Linked DNA regions of Mus musculus: all the other regions are linked to region 3. A link is a contact called in public Hi-C data. All regions are on one chromosome and are shown on one strand. Each heading gives the region's core, a stretch centred on a gene start, on an enhancer-like site or on the middle of the called end of the contact. The rest is flanking DNA. Distances are from core to core; before and after follow the strand shown. Region 1 overlaps Zbtb20 (zinc finger and BTB domain containing 20). Region 2 overlaps Zbtb20 (zinc finger and BTB domain containing 20). Region 3 holds the start of Zbtb20 (zinc finger and BTB domain containing 20). Region 4 has its middle 67 kb from the start of Gm29960.

The links. Hi-C and Micro-C count contacts between places; a contact is called where the count stands out from the background.
Region 1: a Hi-C map of uterus shows a contact between it and region 3, with 5 times the contacts expected there. The contact joins the enhancer-like site here to the promoter of Zbtb20 in region 3. A contact is called at or near these places in 2 of 484 Hi-C or Micro-C datasets (liver and uterus) and 1 of 115 datasets of contacts at active chromatin or transcription factors (stem cell-derived neural progenitor cells).
Region 2: a contact with region 3 is called in a Hi-C map of uterus, with 2.3 times the contacts expected there. The contact joins the enhancer-like site here to the promoter of Zbtb20 in region 3. A contact is called at or near these places in 4 of 484 Hi-C or Micro-C datasets (cerebral cortex, muscle stem cells, nephron progenitors and 1 more) and 1 of 115 datasets of contacts at active chromatin or transcription factors (kidney).
Region 4: a contact with region 3 is called in a Hi-C map of the N1E-115 cell line, with 4 times the contacts expected there. The contact joins the enhancer-like site here to the promoter of Zbtb20 in region 3. A contact is called at or near these places in 2 of 484 Hi-C or Micro-C datasets (the N1E-115 cell line and uterus), 2 of 115 datasets of contacts at active chromatin or transcription factors (differentiating embryonic stem cells and embryonic stem cells) and 1 of 9 other capture datasets (adipose tissue).

What each region holds. Positions count from the first base shown.
Region 1 is chr16:43,333,222-43,338,721 of GRCm38.p6, reverse strand. All of the region lies in intron 4 of Zbtb20 (zinc finger and BTB domain containing 20), which reads right to left. Among named protein-coding and RNA genes, the nearest start is that of Gm9968, 28 kb to the left of the region's middle. Within about 2 kb of position 3,196, at least 106 of the 459 cell types and tissues checked have an H3K27ac peak or open chromatin away from gene starts, as enhancers often do. A contact at or near this core is called in liver and uterus, where this site is marked.
Region 2 is chr16:43,299,767-43,305,306 of GRCm38.p6, reverse strand. Zbtb20 (zinc finger and BTB domain containing 20) reads right to left here. Exons shown (of 11, transcript NM_001285805.1): 4 at 2,692-2,738. Among named protein-coding and RNA genes, the nearest start is that of Gm9968, 61 kb to the left of the region's middle. Within about 2 kb of position 1,921, at least 77 of the 459 cell types and tissues checked have an H3K27ac peak or open chromatin away from gene starts, as enhancers often do. A contact at or near this core is called in kidney, muscle stem cells and uterus, where this site is marked.
Region 3 is chr16:42,903,221-42,909,138 of GRCm38.p6, reverse strand. It overlaps Zbtb20 (zinc finger and BTB domain containing 20), which reads right to left and starts at 1,494. Exons shown (of 11, transcript NM_001285805.1): 1 at 1,418-1,494. All of the region lies in intron 1 of Gm19522 (predicted gene, 19522), which reads left to right.
Region 4 is chr16:42,582,981-42,588,302 of GRCm38.p6, reverse strand. No RefSeq gene overlaps it. Among named protein-coding and RNA genes, the nearest start is that of Gm29960, 67 kb to the left of the region's middle. Within about 2 kb of position 1,927, at least 31 of the 459 cell types and tissues checked have an H3K27ac peak or open chromatin away from gene starts, as enhancers often do. A contact at or near this core is called in the N1E-115 cell line, where this site is marked.

The sequences.
Region 1 (5,500 bases), core at 1,947-4,446, 430 kb before region 3:
AAGAAAGAAGGAAAATAATTTTTAAATTCCAGACATTTTTGATGTTCTTAAACAATAGTTTGCTATTAACCTTATAAATTGTACTCACACAGACAGTAGATGTGGACTAGTCCTCCACCCCAGTTACTAGGACAGGTAGCATAGTTAGAGGAGCAGCCTCACTCAGAAGAGAGGGTAGAGTGGCATCATAGAAAACATAACTGTGTAGCAACACTGCTAAGCCTGTATTGATATTGGTTCCTTCTCTTATCAATATTGGATTTCTGAATCCTGACAATTTATGTTCTAGTACATCTCTTGAAGTCAGAAAAAGGTGTTTAACATAGATTTGAAGGTTAATTAACACACTGTCTAGGGACACAGTTTGGTTGAAGCACTATAGATGAGAATTGATCACAGTTAAATCTGCATTTGTCAAATAAAAAAAAAACACAGGGTAAAAACTGTATGCAGCAGACTTAACATTTCACTGATACATAAAAATTACCTATGTTTATGGAATACCATGTGATGTTTGGATATATGCCAATTCAGGATAAACATTATTTCTCAGAAATGTATTAATTCATCATGCCAAAATATTCAATATCATTTCTTCTAATTTTAAATAGTTTGCAATGCTCATCTTTGCACTGTTTTACCAGACCCTCATAATGTATTCTACCTGTAAATGAGGAATATGTTGACTAAACTGGTTCCATCTCCTCCCATCTACTCTGACTCTCAGGTAGCCACTCTTAATTTCTAGATCAGCATCTTTAAATGCCATATGAATGAGATCATGAAGTCCTTGTTTTTCTCTGAACGGCTGATTTCATTTATGTATTATCTGTCTTCACATTCTTTCCATGCTATCACCACTGACAGGACTCCATTCTTTTAGAACTGAAAAATATTCTTGTATAACTGTACTGTATTTTTTAACCCATTCCTCGGCTGTTTGACATTATGTTGTTGGCACGTCTTGGCTACTGTCAAGTATGCTGAAATGAACATGGCAGTGCTTACTTATGTCTGGTCAGCATGGCAGCTTTGCCTTCTTTGGCTATACACCCAGTATTGGATAACTATACACCCAGTATTGGATAACTATACACCCAGTATTGGATAACTATACACCCAGTATTGGATAACTGGTCTATAGAAGCTTCCACTCTGATGTAATCTTGTTACTTTTGCTTTTGTATTCTGAACTAACAATTTAAAAACATAATAAGGATTCTGATAAATGATTAGCACACAACCATCATTCTAAGAGGTACGTTTTTTTCACCATAGATTAAATTTGACTTTTGTGGTGGTTTGAATAGGTTTGTCCCCATAGACTCATGTGTCTGAATGCTTGGCCCATAGAGAGTGGCACTACTAGGAAGTGTGGCCTAATTGGAGGAAGTACATCACTGTAAAGGTGGATTTTGAGGTCTCTTATGTACAAGGTCCACCCAGTATGGAACACATTCTTCTTCTGCTGTCTTCAGATCAAGAAGTAGAATTCTTAGGTTCTAAAGCACCATGGCTACCTTGATGTTGCCATGAGTCCTACCATGATAGTAACGAACTAAACCTTTGAAACTTTAATCAGCCCCAAAGAAAAGTTTTTCTTTAAGAGTTGCCTTGGTCATGGTTTTTCTTCACAGCAAAAAAATCCAGACCAAGACACCTTTGTAAACATGATAGTTTTTTCTCTTACGTTCTGGTTTCTTTTGTACACGATTATGATATCCATCAAGAATGTTGTGTATATACTCTATTTTGGGTTTCTTTGCTTATTGGTATCCTATTTTGTGTATCAATTTACCACATTTTCATCTTTCCAGTTGTCTTATGTTTCTTTGTTGTAAGAAGACAGCATGGGGGGGGGGTGGGAAAAAAAAAAAAGAAGACAGCATGACCATAAGCAACTTGGGAGACTTCCACATACTAGTCCACTATGGAAGGAAGTCAGGACAGGAATATGGATGCAAGAACTGAAGCATGGCCCATGGAAGAGTGCTACTCATGGCTTGAGCAGCCATTTTTGTTAGAGCATCTAAGACCATCTGCCCGGGGATGGCACCTGAGTTACAATGGCATGTGTCCTACTTTCTAAATATAGTCAATTACTATGTCCAAATGAAATTAGGCTTACGAGTAAAGAAAACTACCTTAAAGAACTTATTTGCTTGGGAGATTGGTGGCATGTGACACAGGCTGGCCACACAGTACAAAAATGAGTCTCTCCATCCTCGTTGATCTTTCAGCCTCATTCTAAGCAAGTGTTTGTTAATAAACAATTAATAAACTAAATGAACTATTTGGTCGGAATCCCATTTCACAGAAACAAAAATACAAGGCACTAGGGAAAGTTTCCAGGCTTCAGAGTCAAGTTACAAGCATTTCCTGAATCTACCTGTTCTGAGATGAAAGATGTCTAGGCATATACCACCAATTCTAATTCTAATATCTCCAGTTAATATCCCCCCCTGGTCTCATATTGATCTTGCTGTTGATTCTTCTCATATTCTTGGTCATTTTATTAAGAGGCAGCAAAATGGAGATCAAAGACTGCAGCAATGAGTGAGCAAAAATATTTCTCAAATCAGTGAACCTGAAACTCCTTGTCCAATTTTGGCCATCTCTCCTGCCCTTTAGAACTCTGTTTCAGTTTAATCTCTTCTAGTTTTGGCCTGTAAACCACCTACTATTATACCAGGCCTATCACGCCAGCAAATCACTGTAACAGACGGATTGTTAATTATTTGCCTTTATTTCTCAACAATATTGCAGGTGATGGATGGTGACCAAATGCACTATGAGATGAGGTCTTTCATGCACTCTATGTTTTAGTTAGGCAAGAATTTCCCCAAACTCATAGCTAACTACTGTCCAGCTCATCGGTGTACGTACATGTTCTATGTAGAAGGTTCTTCCTTTGTTATGGTTTTACAAAGGCTAGCCATTTTAAGAAACTGACTACTTCCTGTTGATCCTTAACCCTTTAGCCGTGAGAAGTCCCGAGAGTCCGTTGCAGCCTGTGACTACTGGTAGTGATCTTTACTCTCTGATCCTTCTGGTGGACCTTAGTTCTTACTGCTTTATCCAATCTTAAGCCAGCTTGTAATCAACTTAATTTTTAAAGTCTTTGTACACATTAGGTAATATTTGTTCTCTGAACTCCCAAGGGAAATGTGGTAACTGCCCAACGAGGAAGCCCTACCCTTCATTATTCAGCAACAGCTTGAAGAGTACTTTAATTCCAACCTTCCGCCCTCTGACAGCCCAGCTGCATCAAAGGCTGTGTTCCCTGTTTGTTTGTTTTTTTCCAGAAACAGAATCACCATTTCAAACTGAATCATCCATTACTAAAGGATGGACTCTAGGTCCAAATTTTAAAAACATGTGAGCCGCAGCAACTCTGAATTGAATTATGACTTATGTCAGAGTCTGGACATCTGCGGCCCCCTCTCCTCTAGCCTCTGGATCCCTGCATGCTGTTCAGGGGAAGTTGCTGGCTTCTGAACTGAAGGTTTGAAAATGAAGGCATTCTCTTTTATGGAGAATAGTCCTTCAGCGATTTAAACAAGCAGCTTTGTGATCAAAATAATTCATAAAGGAAAAGATTTATGAAGAGACTTCACGAGCACACAATGCATTTTTTAAACTTTGGTTTTTAAATAAATCTGTCAGTACACAAGCCAAGGCAACACGTCTGAATGCAGTATCAGTGGGCACACCCGGAACTCCTCTTCGGTGCTTGCCTAAGACTGGTGGAAAAGGGAAACACTTCTCTTTGTCTTCTTGTAAAATACTAGTTTAAAACAAAATTTAAAACCCAGTTCCACACAAAAGCTTTAAGATACTGTGCACATTACTACCTTCTTATACAGAAAACTTGTCTCTAAAAAATGTTTTCCATCCACTGCCCTTTCTTATTTAAGAAAATAAAAAACAGAAAAGAAAGAAAGAACGAAAGAACCCGACTTGTGTGTATCCCTCTGGCACCGGAGCCTGTTCTAATCTCCTTTATCAGGCTTGAGTGATAGCTCTGCTCCATGAGTATTGACAGGGCCGTCCTGTTTCTCAGGCTTTCGTTTCTCTCAGTTGGAGAAGGATACAGTGCATTTTCACATTCTCAAAGTCTGCAGTTGTTTTTATATAAGAAGCAATTTGCTTGGGTCACGTCAGGTCGAATGGGATGCCTGCCCAGCTCTTGGTTTTAAAGGAAAAACATACAGAAAGACACAAAAACACAGCAGTTTCCTTCATTAAATTCCACTCTACCTGCCATGGGCTTCTAGCCACAATGGAATTTCCCACCCTGGCCTAGCCTAGCCTAACTTTTATTTTTAGGGATTTTTTTTCCCCTTTAAATCTTATGAGCTTTCTTTCAAGTGAACTCTGAGGCAAGGTTTATTAAATGATAGAGTAATTGCCTGGTTTTAGAAAAACAGACTCAAGAAAAAAAAATGCCAAGTGACCTTCCATAATATTGCTTTACAACCACCCTTTGGATAATAGCCCTTTCAAAAAAAAAATAGGTTCGAATCAGCACAACAACACAGCTATACAACTTAAAATCAAACCTTGCATCCTGAAGAGAACAGGGAGAAGAGTGACTTCAGTGGTTTCCTCTATCTAACTGCATAGGATAGAGACAATTTTAGAGAAAACAAGGACATATATAATATATAGGATGAGAGACGATGGAGGGAAGGGGGTCTTTCTACTTAACTGCAAGAGAATTTTGGAGGAAAAACATGGGAATACATAAAATAATAGGAGGAGAGAGGTGGGAAAACGAGAGGGAGAGGGGGAGAGAGGAGAGGGGGCGAGGAGGCAAGGGGAAGAGGGGGAGAGAGGGGGAGAGGGGGAGAGAGGGGGAAGGGGAGAGAGGGAGAGAGGGGGAGAGAGGGAGAGAGGGAGAGAGGGAGAGAGGGGGAAGAGAGGGGGAGGGGGAGAGAGGGGGAAGGGGAGATAGGGAGAGAGGGGGAGAGAGGGAGAGAGGGAGAGAGGGGGAGAGGGGGAAGAGAGGGGGAGGGGGAGAGAGGGGGAGGGAGAGGGAGAGATTGAGATTGATTGATTTGGGCCTCTCTTTCCTGAAAGCCATTTATGCTTCTGCCATTGTCTAAGGGCAACTGATTTACTCAGTACTGTTCATGTGGATTATCTAAACTATGAAAAGCAACAGGGAGAACTTCCCAAGAAACCCAGACTAGGTTTGTGTGACATGCTTGGTTTGTGGCCTAAAGCTAAGTAGAATGATCACATTGTAGGAAATGTGCTAGCAAAGAGCCAATACCTCTGCTACTCTGTCTCCAACGCACTTTAGCAATCTATGTCTCAGCAGTAGGAAAGTTCATGGAAATGTCCTTGCCTAGAAAAGGATTCCTAGATCAGTGTGTGTGTGTGTGTGTGTGTGTGTGTGTGTGTGTGTAGGGGGGAGGTGGGGGAGGGTGGAGGGAGAAAACAAGGAAGGAAGGAAAGAAAAGAAGGCGGAAAGGAAGGACTAGTAATGAGGGAG
Region 2 (5,540 bases), core at 672-3,171, 400 kb before region 3:
ATAAAATTATATAATGTTCCCCTTTTCAGATTTAAGAGTCCCATGTAACTACCAGGTGCTTTCCTGTTATCAAAAAAGCCTTAAAATCTATACACATTTGAACGGAGCACTAAGTTAGGTTTAAGTACTTTGCTTTGCTCTATATAGTAATGGCTTAAAGCAGTTTAGAGTTCTACGTGGTCGGAGGATGAACTTTTTCTTTTACTTCAGATGAACAATTGCATATAATACATTGATATGTTCAATGATAAAGATAAGTGATACTGTATAAGTCTGCTGTGCAAGTTATCATCCTAAAATTGAGTTAAGCAAAAAGATCCCAAAGAAAACCGTTTGTCTCAGAAGCCTATCTAACGTTAGAGTGGTCTCTTCTCCAACCCCACTGTCCTTTGGCTAGCACATGTGCCTGAGGGTGCTATGGCACAAGCTGCTGAGATATTTCCAGTCAGTTGCTACATATGAGAAGACATGAGGCCAAGACACGAAGAAGAGAAACAGTGTTCCATATAATGATGAGAATTGCTTTTCTGAAACTTTTAAAAACATCAACATGTAAAAGCATCCTAATGAACCAGAAATATTGGCTAATTAATTAACTGTCATGATATCTGAGTTTTTCAAAATAACAAGGCAATACAGTGGGAAACTGACAGGCCACAGGTTAAGCAGTGAATGAGCCAGATGATGAATGCACAGGAGTTCATTACCGTAATCTGCCTACATTCATGGATTTGAAAATTTTGAAAAATCATCTTAAAATATATACTTCATTTGAACTTTCAATCATTTATCCATTATTTACAGACTGATTCACACATTGTTCATATGCAAGGGACTATAGAAATGGAAAAAGTAAAATATAATGCTTTTGTGGGCATTTTGATTATAGGAATAGAATTTATTTATTTAGAATGTCTATAAAGACTTTGTAACTAAATGAAAAATTCTTAAGTTAAATTTTTAAAAAAGGAACAAAAAAATTACAGAGGAATTCCAAGCACAGCATATTCGAAAACTATGTCCTCAGAAGAAAATGAGAGTTAGAAAATGTATCAAATAGGTATTAATGGTTAGATTTAAATTATAGATATAATTATTTTAATTTTTCTTCATTTTACTCCTATGTATTTTTCCAAATTATTTTTAATGAACAAGTATCATTTTTAAATGAAATAAATAATTGTTCATTACTAGACAAGATGTGCTCCCTCCTCTAGAAGGTTTCCATGTACTAAAACAGAGAAATGCAAGCACACAGCACTGCCCACTCCTTCCCTCCGCCCTGTATCTTCGTGCCTGAAAGCGGATACACCCAAAGGCCAAGCCCATCAACTTATACTTCATCTGATCACAGAAACAGAAAACACTGGGGAGGAATCTGCTTCTTTTGCAAGTCAGCCATAGTGTGGAATTGTGGCTTTTCTGTGCTGATATCATTTTGTGAGTAATGCTAAGAGAGAACAAGTTAAAGTTACCAAGTAGGCCTGTTCATTGTGCCTCTGGGCTCCCACTCAGAGCAGGTTTACCTTGGGTAGCAAAACAAGTAAAGCAGGGAGTCGGGGCTGGGGACGGGAGAAAGAATAACAGTCCTAAAGCCATGGCCTTCGGTGGCAAGCAGGACACGCTCAGGGACAGAGATAGAGTGGTGACAGAATTAGAAACAGTAACGGTGACAACTATGGATCATGTGCAGGGAGCATGGAAATTCCCCACAGAAAGCTCTGTCTCACCCTAAGAGATGATTTTCTTCATTTACTGCACATTCATATGAAGTGCAGTCAAGAGTGTAACTTTAAAGGTTTGGATGACTCTGCTGTTTATGACTAAACAGGACTAGAGTGCCAGGCAGAAGAGAGCCAGAAGCCAAGCGAGGTGTTCCTTCCCTCCCCCTCCCTCTGGAGCACATTTGTCATTACAGTTTACAGCCTGCCAGCCTCTAGCAAACTCAGCTCTTTCTGGCTGTCTCCTACCTTCCCATCCTGCCTTGCTCTCCTCCAGGCACCTACTACCAAGACTGTTCAAGGACACAATGCTACACTACCCTTCTAGAAACTTCACATAGTCTCACCAGAAGACAAGCAGCCAAACTCTAAACCTGTGTTTGCATTATCTTGGCACTATTAATTTCCAGTAACAGACATGTTTATCTGTAGCTCCACAGGCCGCTCCCTTTTCTTCTTGGGGATATATGCAAGTGTGGCTATGTCTGTTTTTAAGATTCAAAAGAGGCAAATACATTTCAGATTTACAAAAGATTATATAATATAAACCAGAAATTCAAAGAGACAAAAAGTATGTTTGAAAGACTTCCTGTGTGTTTTCCTAATGTCAAAATGACTGCATTCTCCACAGGGAGCATCAGGCGCTATCTTCACCTTATTCTGTTTCTGTCTCTATAGAAAAATTTATTTCCAGAAAGACCTCCAAACAAGTCCTTTAGTTTTTCCCCCCATGTCTACTAAAGTCATTCAAAATGTTTACCAATATTGTGATATTGATTCTTATTCTTTTATATCTTATCAGTATCAAAATACATTCTGTTCAAATTTAATCTTGTGGTGGTAAATTCACTACAGCCCCTAGATTTACTTCTTGTTTGTCTGGAGTTGCTAAACTTGATATGAATACACTTTATTTCTTTGGACTTCAAAATTCTGGCCTGCAATTGAGAGACAATGAAATCTTACTTACCAGCCAGCAAGTTGTGTGAAATATTCAATTGCTGATGATAAAAGAGTCTGAAATGGAAAAGGATACCATAAGTCTTGGTATGTGTTTCACCTAATATATGACAATATGCTAATCACAGAAAAGAATACACTTGTCCCTCCCCTGGGACCCTGGCTTGATCGTAGAAAGTAAAAGACGGTTCCTTTGGGAATGAAATCACAATTAGACCCTACTGACTGGTGACTTGGTGAGTGCCTGAATATTTAACTTGATGATCACTAACCAGATGCAGCCAGTAATAAATGATCTGCTAACCCTTTATACAATACACTCTGTGTAGAGAAAGTTCAGTTTCATAGTTAATTATTGTGATCTGCTTAAAAAATAATCAAACTTTTGGTCACTACAAGGATTTGTAGTTCTGTTTGAATTTTACTGTACTTTTCATTAAACATTTTATAAATATAAGCAAACTGGTCTCTCCTTGCTTTGGGCTGTTTGCTAACCATGTTCGGGATGTTCAGTCTTGTGACAGTGATGGCAAAGCAAGCAATGGACAGTGTACGCCAGCTTTCATGACACTTCATCAGAGTACTGGCTGGACTGTCCTTCTCTGTTTGTTTTGTTGTTGTTGTTGTTGTTTTTTGTTCGAGACAGGGTTTCTCTGGGTAGCCCTGGCTGTCCTGGAACTCACTCTGTAGACCAGGCTGGCCTGGAACTCAGAAATCTGCCTGCCTCTGCCTCCTAAGTACGGGTAGTAAAGGCATCCGCCACTACCGCCCGACTTATACTATCCTTTTTGACTACAAATTAATGTATGGTTTTATATTCCAAGCTAGGTAAGAGAAGCACAAATGTGAACTGAAACCTTTAAAACTTTTATGCTATGTCACAAAATAATAGATTGAAATAAAAATTAACATTAAAATATTTTCAAATGTGGAACAAACAAGCTCCAATTGTTAGATAATCTACAGTTTAGAAACTGCTAGTCCGATAGTACACACCTATTAATATTTCTACATTGTATTTCTTATTAATTACCTTAAGAATACAGAAGCTACAAGTGGCTTTCCTGGTAGTCACCCAACCTTCAATACCAGCACCACAATGACAATCTATAGAAGATCAAATATAACTAAATTACTCCAAACATGACTCAGAAAGGCCTGAAGTTTACCATGCCACAAATAATGAAACTGTACATGACAGAGTCATTTTATAGGAAAGGTTCTACATATATGAATGAAAACAAAATTAATTATCCAGAGAATATAAGAAAAGCCCAAATTCAAGGAAGTCTGTGGTAGAGCTCAAGAGATGTGTATTTGAGAGCCAATATCTCACCCACATGCATATGAAATTTAATGAAGATCATTCAGGTGGCTTGCCAAAAACTATGTTTTTAAAATGAGCCTCTGGAGCAATCACCACTGAAAAGAATCTCTAGGAAAGATGTAAAACTGACTTCTGAGATTTGAAGTTTTTATAAAGAATGAGAGCAACTATCCAAGGTAGCTCGGTTGGTTAGATCACAGCAGCAACACAGAGTAATAGTAGACAATAAGCTCTTCCATATTAAAGAGGATGATGTCTCCATTGCTAGATCTGAGACGCTCCATTTCCAGTTTCTTCTGTCCCTTTCTTTGCATGGTGTACACTTGCCTGGACAGTGTTCTGGGACGGCCAGTGAGTCTCCCCAGCATACCAAAACAAATATTTATGAAGCTGCTACTTCATACAAGGCACAAGCAGGTAAGTGTTTCTGTCTGGAAAGCTGTCTGTGACTGAGGACCTTGTTCAAAAATTAGAATGTATTGAACAATGAAAAGAGAAATGGAGTTGTAAGGGTTGTGCAGGACTTAACAAATATCAGAAAAAAATTAAAACTCTTCTGCTTTGCATGGCCCAGCTGGAGCAAGTTGAAGTTTGCCAGCCTTGCCTCTACTTGAGTCCTGCACTGTAAATGAAAAAGTACATATAGCCTAGATGTTTCCACGTGCTGTGGTCACAGCTGACAGGAAGGGCTGAGCAGACTTGCTTTCAGTAAAGTGAACTTTAAAATGCAATCCTGCGTACCTGTGGTTCAGTGTGAAAACCCACCAAGCTAGAAAGCGAAGGTATCTGACTGAAGGAGGGAAGAAGATGTTAGATTTTTCCTTCTGCTTCTTCCATGACCAGATGTCTACAACTGTTTTTGATTCCCTACAAATATTGACTCCCTTTATGGGTTTTAGTTTTTCAGTTTAAAAGTATTATTTGAAAATTAGGGTATTCAGAATAAATTCCTGTGTATGTTCAGAAGAATAACTTGGTTACAGGTTATATAACCAATTATATAAAAATTGCATTATAAGGAATCTACTTTCTGTTTTACCAAAACACAGAAAATAGTTATAAAGCTGCTCTGTGTATCAGGCACAACTTAAGTAATTCTTGTTGGACAGCTAAGTCACTGGCTAAGGCACTTGAAACATTACTGTCACTACTGCCAACAGCAACAAATAGAGATGAGGGTTGATATATTTGATAATATTGTACCAATATGCATTATTGCATATTGGAATTCAAGATCAGCCATAATAGTCTTAGAGGAATATATAGAAAAATATGTGTGAATATAATTTCCTGGCTAAACACTAGAATGTTGTGTCCAATTTTCATGTCAATAGTTTTTCATAAGCAATTCTCTGAGATACAGCTTCTGTACAGAAGAAAAAGAGTTGGAAAGAAATGTATGTGTATATATGTGTGTGTTCTTGTTTAAAATATTTACTAGTTTAGTCATGATTCATTTTAAAACAACAAAACATATGTAATCGAAAATGCAGATATCCAAAATACCAATAATTGCAATCACAGCATTGTTA
Region 3 (5,918 bases), core at 245-2,744:
GAGTCCCAGGTGGGTTAAGAATATTGCTTTCTGGACTTCTTTGTGTTGTCAGAGAGGCCTAATGGAATTAACAGGGGAAAGTCTGCTACTTATAGTAAATAAATAATGTATTACAAAAAGGTGATTGTTATTATCAAACATCTCCTCAGATCTGCATTCATTTCCTATCACTGCTCGTGTATATTCTGAAAACATTTATGTTCCTCTCTGTCTGACTTAATTTTTATCAGATGAATAAAAGTTCTGCTTTTGCACAAACCTAAATAGAAGTCCATCTAAAAGTATACTTCACATCCACCTTATTTAACTACTCCTTGAAATTTTGAAAAAGCACTATTCTAGAAAATTCCTCAACAATGCAAGCTGGTTTCAAGCATAGCTTTTTTCCCACCATGAAAAGAAAAAAGAAATAAAAAAAAACCTCAAATACATATTTGCAATAACAAATACATTATTTATGGACTCAAATATGTTAAGGGAATACTTACAGTTGTTGCACAAAATGGCCTGATACACTCCATAGCTTCCACTTTGTTAAAAAAAAAAAAAATGTAAAAAGGCCAGCCTCCACTCCTCCCTCCCTAAGCATAAACAAGCACTAACATACTAAAAGGAAACTATCCCAGGATAAAAACTTCTTGTTAAGAAAGTTTATACTCTTACTAACCACAGTAATACCCATATAAATGCAACAATCTATCTATAAAATAAAAAGTTAGAAAATAGCCACAATTTCTTTGAAACTATAACCCCCTGATGCACTATTTCTACATGTGTAGTAGCAAAAAAAAATAGTTCCTTGATTCTTGCCCACCCTGAGGGGCTACCCTTCACCTTATGTCCAATGTCATCAAATAAACATGCTAGCATAAAGTATGCAACCTGCTTAAAGGATCTATACTGTAAATATGGACTTTAAACTTCAATGTAAAACAAAGAACAAGAGTCTCATTTTGGTAGTACCCACACTGGCACTGCAGCTAAAACTCACTGGCAAATAACTAACAAAATCCAGTTAGCAATAAATAAGGACAACATGATATATAGACAGACAGATGGAATTGCATAAACAGACGAGAAAAGCAAAGAGACAAACATACGGAGGAGTTTGTTTTAAAAGAGTGAACGATTCTGATTTACTCATTACTTTAGTAAGAAAAATAGGTTTGTTTGTAATTATTTTTAAACTAATAAAACTGAATCACAAGGTCACACCCTTAAATAATTAAGAAAATTAGTACAGGGTAGGCCTCCTATAGATGTTCCAAAATTCAAACTAGCATTAGCTCTGTCAAATTTAGATACAGAAATTAAAATTCAGGAAAGAAAGCCTAAAAGCACTGTGGAGTAAATAAGATGATAAATGCAAGGGGACTGAGGAGGCAGGGTTGTTTTTATGAAAGTTGTCTGCCCCTACCTTCTTCCCCAGCGCTGAGTTTCTCTTCTCATAATCGGTGTCTCCCTGGAAGTACAGTGTGAGTGGTAATGACTGCCTGCCTCCCTAATGAGTCCATTTTCCTGCTCTTGATGTTGTGTATATACACACACTGCAACCTACCTTACAAACCACAGAGACGGGAAGAGAGAGAGAGAGAGCAAGAGAGAGGGAGGGGAAGGGGGGCAGAGAGAGAGAGAGAAAGACAGAGACAGAGCAAGCAAGCCAGTGAGAGAGAAAGAGAAGGAGAGAGAGAAAGAAAAACAGAAAGAGAGAGAGAGAAAGGCACAGACAAAGCCCTCCTACCAGACAGCAGACAGCCCTCCTTCCCCTACCCAGGAAAACGCAACTCGTCTAATGCAGCAACAGGTTCAGCATTGCCAGACTAACAGAGGGAAAAGGTATATTCTCTATAGCATTACTGCTTGCAAAGAAACAGTTTAAGAGCAGCTGGCTCCACCTTCTTTATTTATGCTCCATTATGAGGAATGTATTGTTTCAGCTCTGGCACACAGTACGTGTGTAATTATCATAAATACATTTTTGCATATTAGCAGGAAATAAGGAATTACATAGCTTATTTGTGCAATCTTTCAAATTTATTTTTTGAATGTGAGAAAAATGTCAACAAATCTGCTCTGACAAAAGCTTAGTAATGATTTTAAAGTCAGAGCTGTCTTAAAGGAGACTGTAAGAAACAGACTCCATACAATAGGAAAACTGATCTCAGGCAAAACTGGTAACTGCAAAGAAGAAATCACTGTTCAGTAAATAAACCAAGACCATAAACAAAACTATAAGACAAAAACAGAATTAAGTTTAATTAACTTGCTAATAGGCTAGTACCCTAGAAGAAAGCAGACTGGTTTCTTGTTTGAAGCATCCAGCTACACAATGCAATGCAGTCTGTATTAACAGGTGCAATGCATTTAATACATAGTATACCAGAGAAATAAACCTATTAGGAGTTACCATTCAAGCAAGACAAAGTTCTATACAATATGGATCGGAAACTACAGTAAATAACCTTTCATCTTTTATTAGAAGTAAAAACTAAAACTGGTGCTTTTAAATAAACCTTCCTTGAAAGAAAAAAATGAAACTCTTTATACTATACCTTTAACCAAATTTTCACATGCACTAGCTCCAGGAAAATAGTGCTGGTTATATTACTGGTCCCACCACATGCTCCTCATAGCCTTTGCTAACTCCCAGGTGCCTTTTCTAAAGTGGTGATATATTTTCAGCTTTGGGATGATGAACATCAGAAAATAGAACTGGTTGGAAGTCTCTTTTTTTTTTCAAAACAACTCCTGATAAACCAAACTAACTAACTATCTATCTATCTATTTATCTATATATCTGAGTATTGTATCTGTGTAGATGCCCATCTTCCTTAATGTTGTTTATACAGTTTGACTATATAAATTGTATACATTTAAAAATTTTTAAAGAGTAGATTTTTCCAAAGGAATTCACACACATAAAATGAAAGGTAAGAGGGTGCACTTGACTTATTCTAATGCTATATTTTGATACCAATGACCTTAAATATATTATCTGCAAAACTATCCTTTTATATGGCTTAACTTACTACAAAATTCAAAATGTATTCCTTTACATAACCAAAATAATTTTACCATGCTGGGTGGAGGAATATATAGATCAGTTGGCAGAGTGCTTGCCTAGCATGCACGAAGGCCTGGATTCAGTCCCCAGCGTTTCCTAAAACTGGACACAGGGTGTTAGCCTTAAAATCCCGTGTTTAGAGGAAATGGAAGCAGATGGAGCAGAAGTTATGGTTATCCTTAGCAACATACTAAGTTTGAGGTCAGCCTACAGCATACATCTTCTTGCCCCTGGCTGCTCTGATAATTCCATGTTTATCATAAAGCTATAATATAATCAACACAGTGTGGATCTAGAAAAAGTAAATAAAAAAATAAAATATCAATGGTGTAAAAGAGTAGAGAAGCTGGAAACAGATCCACATAAACCTAGTCAACTAATCGCTAACAAACTAAGACGGCAACACAATGGAACAACCCAAAATGCTGGGAATTATGGGTAAAAGTACCTATATAATGCAACACTCTAGGACTCCAAAACTTCAGGAATAAATCCTTAAGGAAAACACTAACAATGTGATCCAAGAAAGAACAAATTCATAGACTGAACATTAAAATCACCATTTTTTTCTTTGTATGTGAAAAATACTGAAAAAAATAATGGTAAGACAAGCCATAGAAAACTAGGAAATATTTACAGCAGACAGATCTAATAATATATACTTATATAAGATATAAAATTATATCTTCAACTCAAACAAGCAACAGAATTTAAAAGGTGGGCAAAGAGCTTAACAGTCACCTCATTGAAAAGGAAAACCAAAAGCAAATAAGCAAATAGAAACATGCATGTCATATGTCTTCAAGCAGTGCAAAGCAAAACAATAAGATATCACTTCATACTCATTAGAGCAGCCAAAACCCAAGACACTGACAATACCAAATGCTTGCTAGTGGGAATGTTGAGCAACCTGAATGCTCCTTCACTGATGGCAACAATAGAAAACAATACAACTACCTGACAGTTTCTTGCAAATCTATTTTTTAAAACATCCTCAACAGAACGTTCTACAGGAGCTATAGTCGTAACTCCCCAAACTTTAAGTTAATCAAAAGGTTCTTTATTAGATAAATGGACAGTATGTGGTATATCAAGACAACAGAATGTTTTCCAGTACTAAAAATAAAGAAGCCATGAAAAGCTATGGAGGAAATTGTTACATGATTCCACTATATGACATCCTAGAAAACACGATTGCAAACGAGAGTCCGGGGTCATGGTAACAATGAGATGAATAAATGAAGAACAGAGGATGATTCAGGGCTTAAAATTACCCTCAGTTGCAGGGTGTGGTGGTGCACGCCTTTAATCCCAGCACTCGGGAGGCAGAGGCAGGCAGATTTCTGAGTTCGAGGCCAGCCTGGTCTACACAGTGAGCTCCAGGACAGCCAGAGCTATACAGAGAAACCCTGTCTCGAAAAACCAAAATAAATAAATAAATAAATAAATAAATAAATAAAATTTAAAAATAAATAAAATAAAATAAAAAAATTCCGCTCAGTGTGAACTGAACAGTACCAGATAGATGTGATAGTACTTTTGTTCAAACCCATAGACTTTATTAGACAGGGTAAATCAATGAGTACATTAGTGACACGGTAAGGGAGGGTACAAAAGAAGGCATGAGGGTAAAGGGCACATATAAAATCTGATAGCTTCTTTTCAATACTCTACAAGCCTAGAAGTCCTTTAAAAAAAGAAGAAAAACTATTAGGGCTAGGGAGATGGCTCAGCAGTTAAGAATGTGTCCTGCTCTTGCCGGGAACCAGAGTTCTGTCCTCTGCACCCAGCACCCGTATCAGATAGCTCACAACTGCTTGTTAACTCCAGCTCTAGAGAGATCCTGTGCCTCCGACCTTCCCACAGCCACCACTGCTCACATGCACATTCCCTACACATACATACGCACAATTAGAAATAAACACAAAGACTATCACTAATCAAATGTAAAACGCATGGCTTCTGGAGCAGGCACAATGATTCAGTGCACAAAGGCACTTACAAGTGCCAACTGAAATCTGAATTCAATTATTAGAACCCATAGTAAGAGACAATCAATTCCCAAAGGATGCCCTTTGATTTCCAAACTTGCACCACCATAACACAATAACAACATACACAGTCATACATATACACACACACATGCAATAATAACAACTAAAATAAAAATATTGTTTTCTGTACCCAGAATGGCTGCTAATTTTTGCATATCCTGAAAAGTCATGTAACTATCCACAGTTTAGGTTTCTTTCATATAATAAAAATTAAATTTAAAGAAAATAATTGGATTTGAACTAACAATTATTGTGACAGCCAGTGCTTAATTGTTCACTATGTATAAGAACTATTCTAAGTCATTTTCATTTATTAACTCATTAAATCTTAATAATGACCCTATGAGGTAAGAACTGTTTTTAGGCTATATTTTTCAAGATAAAGAACAAGATTAAGTAATTGACTGAGATCACATAATTTAGCAGTAATGGGATTTAAATCTAACCTGTCTGGTTTAGATCTCATGGTTTAATTCTTATACTTCAATGCTTCCAAATATCTTATGATTGCTAAAACCTCACCCAGACATAATATTCTGTGCTTGTAGGTTAAATTCAATATATCATGCCTTGCATATTAATACAGCACCATCAAAATTCCAACATCCAGACTTCTCAGTACATGTGGTTTATGGGTATAGCAAGTCTAAAATACCTTCTGTCAGGTATTCTTGAATATTGTGTAATGACGGATCCATGGTAAAGTACTTGCAGACATGTGAGAACCTGAACTCAGATCCTCAGAGCTCAAGGCGATTTTGTAATCCCTGTGTTCTAAGGTGAGATGTAGGGATAGGAGA
Region 4 (5,322 bases), core at 678-3,177, 320 kb after region 3:
CCGTAATGAGATTTGATGCCCTCTTCTGGTGTGTCTAAAGACAGCTACAGTGTACTTACATATAATAATAAATAAATCTTAAAAAAAAAAAAAGAAACCTTAGTTCCTATACTTCTAGTGCCGTGTGAAGCATATGTGACCTACTTCCTACTTCCATGTCTGCTGTCCAGCCCCTTTGGCCTTGTGTATGCATGTGTTTACATTCATTCTGCTGTAAGCTGTAATCAAGATTCCCTCCATTGTTAGGCAGTGAGTCTCATAGCCTTGCACATCTCCAGATTGCATTTGATAACCTTAATTTCCTTTCATTTCATTATGAGGTTTCATCTTTCTCGATTTTTATAAGAAAGTCACTACCCTACTCCTTATTACTCCTGTGTTTTCCCTTTGGAGTACTGATTCCTCCTCCTTAGATTAGATCATTGCTTGCCAGTTTTTTATTTCTACACCTTTTTTGTTTGTTTGTTTGTTTTGTTTTGTTTTCTCATTCTCTTCAGGGCCATGGCTCTCACCTCTCAAATGATTTCTTTGACTCTGTGTACCCCAGGGCCTATTCCCAGGTTTCCAGCACTAGTCTTAATGGGCATGCCTGTGGTAGTCCAGTTTTGCCTGCTATGAAAAATAACCAATAAGAAATTGGCGTAAGCAGGGCTCAGCATGTACAAGGTCAAGATCACTTCTGCAGACCAGCCAATTTCAGTTCCCAGCACTCATATGGGGAAGCTCACAACTGCTCTTAACTCTAACCCCTCAGGGATCCAACTGCCTCATCTGTACCCCACATATATACTCACACTTATATAGAGAGTTGAAAGTAAAAATAAAGTCTTTTTTGAGATTAAGAAATCAATTTAAAGGAGGAAATTTATCCTGGCTTCAAGGCTTCAGAGGTTTTTGTCCTCCATTGCTATGGGCCTATGGCAACATAATTTCATGGCAGCAGGAGCAGTGGTAACGACAGCTGATTACCTCATGGGAACAAAAGGAAAGGAGATGGGAGAAGAAGAGAGAGGCTCAGGAGAGATATATCCTTAAAGGCATGCTCCAAAGAGCAGACTTCCTCCAGTTTGGTCCCATCTTCTAATATCACCTTTAGCTCTGAACTTATCAATGAACTTATCAATGAATGGATAAGCACACAACCAATTCAATCATTAATGATTAGTGTCACCAGCTGTTAGCAAGCCTTCATTCAACCTATGAACCTTTGGAGATGTTTCATAATGTTCTACCCTGACCTCCAAAGGCTCATGTCTGTTTCATGACCAAAAGAATCTGGTCTCATCAGTTCTAGCCATGCTCAAAAGTCCAAGTTCAAAGGCTCCTCTGAGATTCAAGGGAGACTTGTAGCTATGAGCCTCTACACACACACACACACACACACACACACACACACACACACACTCCAAAACTTTATTTACCCCAAATACAACTACAGACTAAAGAAAGGAATAGGAAAGTAGCAAGAAAAATTGAATCAAAAGATGACTGAAGCCCAACAAAGAAATATTAAGTCTAGTACCTTCATACCTGGCATCCAGTACATGTGGTCATGTGGTATGAGCGTCATAAGTATGGGAAAGCCCCACACTTATGGCTTTGCCACCTTCAGTCAGCCCATCTTCTCTCCTTGACTTGCATTGATTGCTGATTACAGTCCTCCTGCACAAATTTCCCGTGATCCTGTCCTGTTACTTCCCAAGGACCTCCCCTGGGACTTCAACTTCATTCTCATATCTTCACATATCACATAGTTTCAGGTGGTCCCTGAAAGGACTCCTAACTGCTACACATAGCTCAGGCTCCCAAGCCTTCCTTTGAAATCTGAGTGTTTAATTGCCTCCATGATGTCCTATCTTTTCCTTTCTATATGCCTGCATTCCATGTATGTGTGTCATGTGGATGACACTGAGGTCTGCTGGCAGCATGAGTAATGAGTCACTCAATTCTTTTGGTCTACACATTTGTGTCTCTGGGGAGCCAGGATGGAGGAACATTTCTGTACTGCCCTTTGTAAGCAGACTATCCTGGAGGTACCCCCAGTGGGAAATTTTTTAAGACAATTTACTCTTCCATACTCTAAAGCCTGTTATTTTTGGAGTCTGGTAGATTCTAAAGATGCCCTTAAGTCACTTCTCCTGTTGTCTTAATGCCATGTGTTTGACTTCTTTAGTAGTGCTGACCTCTTCAGCAGCCGTGGCTTCCTCAATCCAAACTTTACATGAGTCTTTCTTCTGGGCAAAGTGCTAAGTGTTTCCAACCTTTCTGCTCAGCTTTTTGTACCTGGCTCTTTCTATAGAGGGAGACCTCACCCAAATTCCCCAGAATGACTATCCCAGATTCTTCCATCCCTAGACCTTTACCCATCCTTAGAGTAAATGTCATATGTCACATATATGACCTGATGAATTCTATGTTATCAGTTAAAGACCACACTACATTCTGGATCTTTTAGCTATAGAAACCACACTCATGGTCACATGTAGTCTGTAAAAGAGTTCCATATAGTCACACCTTAGGCTTTATTGTGCACCTGAAATTGGACCTTTTCCCAAGTTATACTTGTTTTAAATATGCTGACAGTGAGCTACATGACATTAAATTTCCTGAAGTCTGATTCAAATTAATTAAGATAATCTATACTAGGTATTTATTCTTACCTCTTCTCGAGGTTTGCTTCCCAGTCTGGATAGCTATATATCTATATTTATATATCTCATATATATATATGTATGAGATTCTTGCCAGAATGTGACATACATGACCCACAGATAAATTGCACTAGAATCTTAATTTCTGTCTGAAACATCATGAGTGCAGTCCTTGTTGTCTGTTTTTTGTTAGCATTGTATGCTTTTGATGTCCAACAAGAGTCACTCATTAAGTTCCACATGTGTTATTGTCTGCTCTTCTCCAACCAGCTTCTCTTTTCTAGACTGTTACTGCAAGCCAATCCTAAAAGCTTCTGAATCACGTGGTCTGCTTAAAGTCACAGTAGTAACTCTACTTGTCAGAACTAATTCTGTATGTGAGCTTTGTGTTTCTGAGATAAAATACCTCTGAAAACCAATGTGAAGGAAGAGAGACTTATTTGGTTCGATGGGTTCAGAACTCTTAGTCCGTGGTCAGCATGGTCAGCATAGGCTCAATGTTCCTCTGTAATATCTCCGTGGACACTTGTGCTCATTAGCATATTCCCTCCCCCCTCCCCAATACATATCATAATGATGGGCTTTTTGTGAGGGAGAATTTTATGGCAGTGGGAGCATGAGGTGGAGGAGGATGCTAATGCCTTGGTTTTCCTGAAAGGGAGAGAAAGGAGAGAGAGACAGAGACAGAGACAGAGACACACAGAGAGACAGAGAGAGAATGAAATGGCTGGGGACAGAACATACCATCTAAAGGCAAGCTCCTTGTCTCTTACTTCCTTTTTTTTTAAATGTCTTTATTCTTTTTTTTTTCCATTTTTTATTAGGTATTTAGCTCATTTACATTTCCAATGCTATACCAAAAGTCCCCCATACCCACCCACCCCCACTCCCCTACCCACCCACTCCCCCTTTTTGGCCCTGGCGTTCCCCTGTACTGGGGCATATAAAGTTTGCGTGTCCAATGGGCCTCTCTTTCCAGTGATGGCCGACTAGGCCATCTTTTGATACATATGCAGCTAGAGTCAAGAGCTCTGGGGTACTGGTTAGTTCATAATGTTGTTCCACCCATAGGGTTGCAGATCCCTTTAGCTCCTTGGGTACTTTCTCTAGCTCCTCCATTGGGAGCCCTGTGATCCATCCATTAGCTGACTGTGAGCATCCACTTCTGTGTTTGCTAGGCCCCGGCATAGTCTCACAAGAGACAGCTACATCTGGGTCCTTTCAATAAAATCTTGCTAGTGTATGCAATGGTGTCAGCGTTTGGATGCTGATTATGGGGTGGATCCCTGGATATGGCAGTCTCTACATGGTCCATCCTTTCATCTCAGCTCCAAACTTTGTCTCTGTAACTCCTTCCATGGGTGTTTTGTTCCCAATCCTAAGGAGGGGCATAGTGTCCACACTTCAGTCTTCATTCTTCTTGAGTTTCATTTGTTTAGCAAATTGTATCTTATATCTTAGGTATCCTAGGTTTGGGGCTAATATCCACTTATCAGTGAGTACATATTGTGTGAGTTCCTTTGTGAATGTGTTACCTCACTCAGGATGATGCCCTCCAGGTCCATCCATTTGGCTAGGAATTTCATAAATTCATTCTTTTTAATAGCTGAGTAGTACTCCATTGTGTAGATGTACCACATTTTCTGTATCCATTCCTCTGTTGAGGGGCATCTGGGTTCTTTCCAGTTTCTGGCTATTATAAATAAGACTGCTATGAACATAGTGGAGCATGTGTCCTTCTTACCAGTTGGGGCATCTTCTGGATATATGCCCAGGAGAGGTATTGCTGGATCCTCGGGTAGTACTATGCCCAATTTTCTGAGGAACCGCCAGACTGATTTCCAGAGTGGTTGTACAAGCCTGCAATCCCACCAACAATGGAGGAGTGTTCCTCTTTCTCCACATCCACGCCAGCATCTGCTGTCACCTGAATTTTGATCTTAGCCATTCTGACTGGTGTGAGGTGGAATCTCAGGGTTGTTTTGATTTGCATTTCCCTGATGATTAAGGATGTTGAACATTTTTTCAGGTGCTTCTCTGCCATTCAGTATTCCTCAGGTGAGAATTCTTTGTTTAGTTCTGAGCCCCATTTTTTAATGGGGTTATTTGATTTTCTGAAGTCCACCTTCTTGAGTTCTTTATATATGTTGGATATTAGTCCCCTATCTGATTTAGGATAGGTAAAGATCCTTTCCCAATCTGTTGGTGGTTTTTTTGTCTTACTGACGGTGTCTTTTGCCTTGCAGAAACTTTGGAGTTTCATTAGGTCCCATTTGTCAATTCTCGATCTTACAGTACAAGCCATTGCTGTTCTGTTCAGGAATTTTTCCCCTGTGCCCATATCTTCAAGGCTTTTCCCCACTTTCTCCTCTATAAGTTTCAGTGTCTCTGGTTTTATGTGAAGTTCCTTGATCCACTTAGATTTGACCTTAGTACAAGGAGATAAGTATGGATCGATTCTCATTCTTCTACATGATAACAACCAGTTGTGCCAGCACCAATTGTTGAAAATGCTGTCTTTCTTCCACTGGATGGTTTTAGCTCCCTTGTCGAAGATCAAGTGGCCATAGGTGTGTGGGTTCATTTCTGGGTCTTCAATTCTATTCCATTGGTCTACTTGTCTGTCTCTATACCAGTACCATGCAGTTTTTACCACAATTGCTCTGTAGTA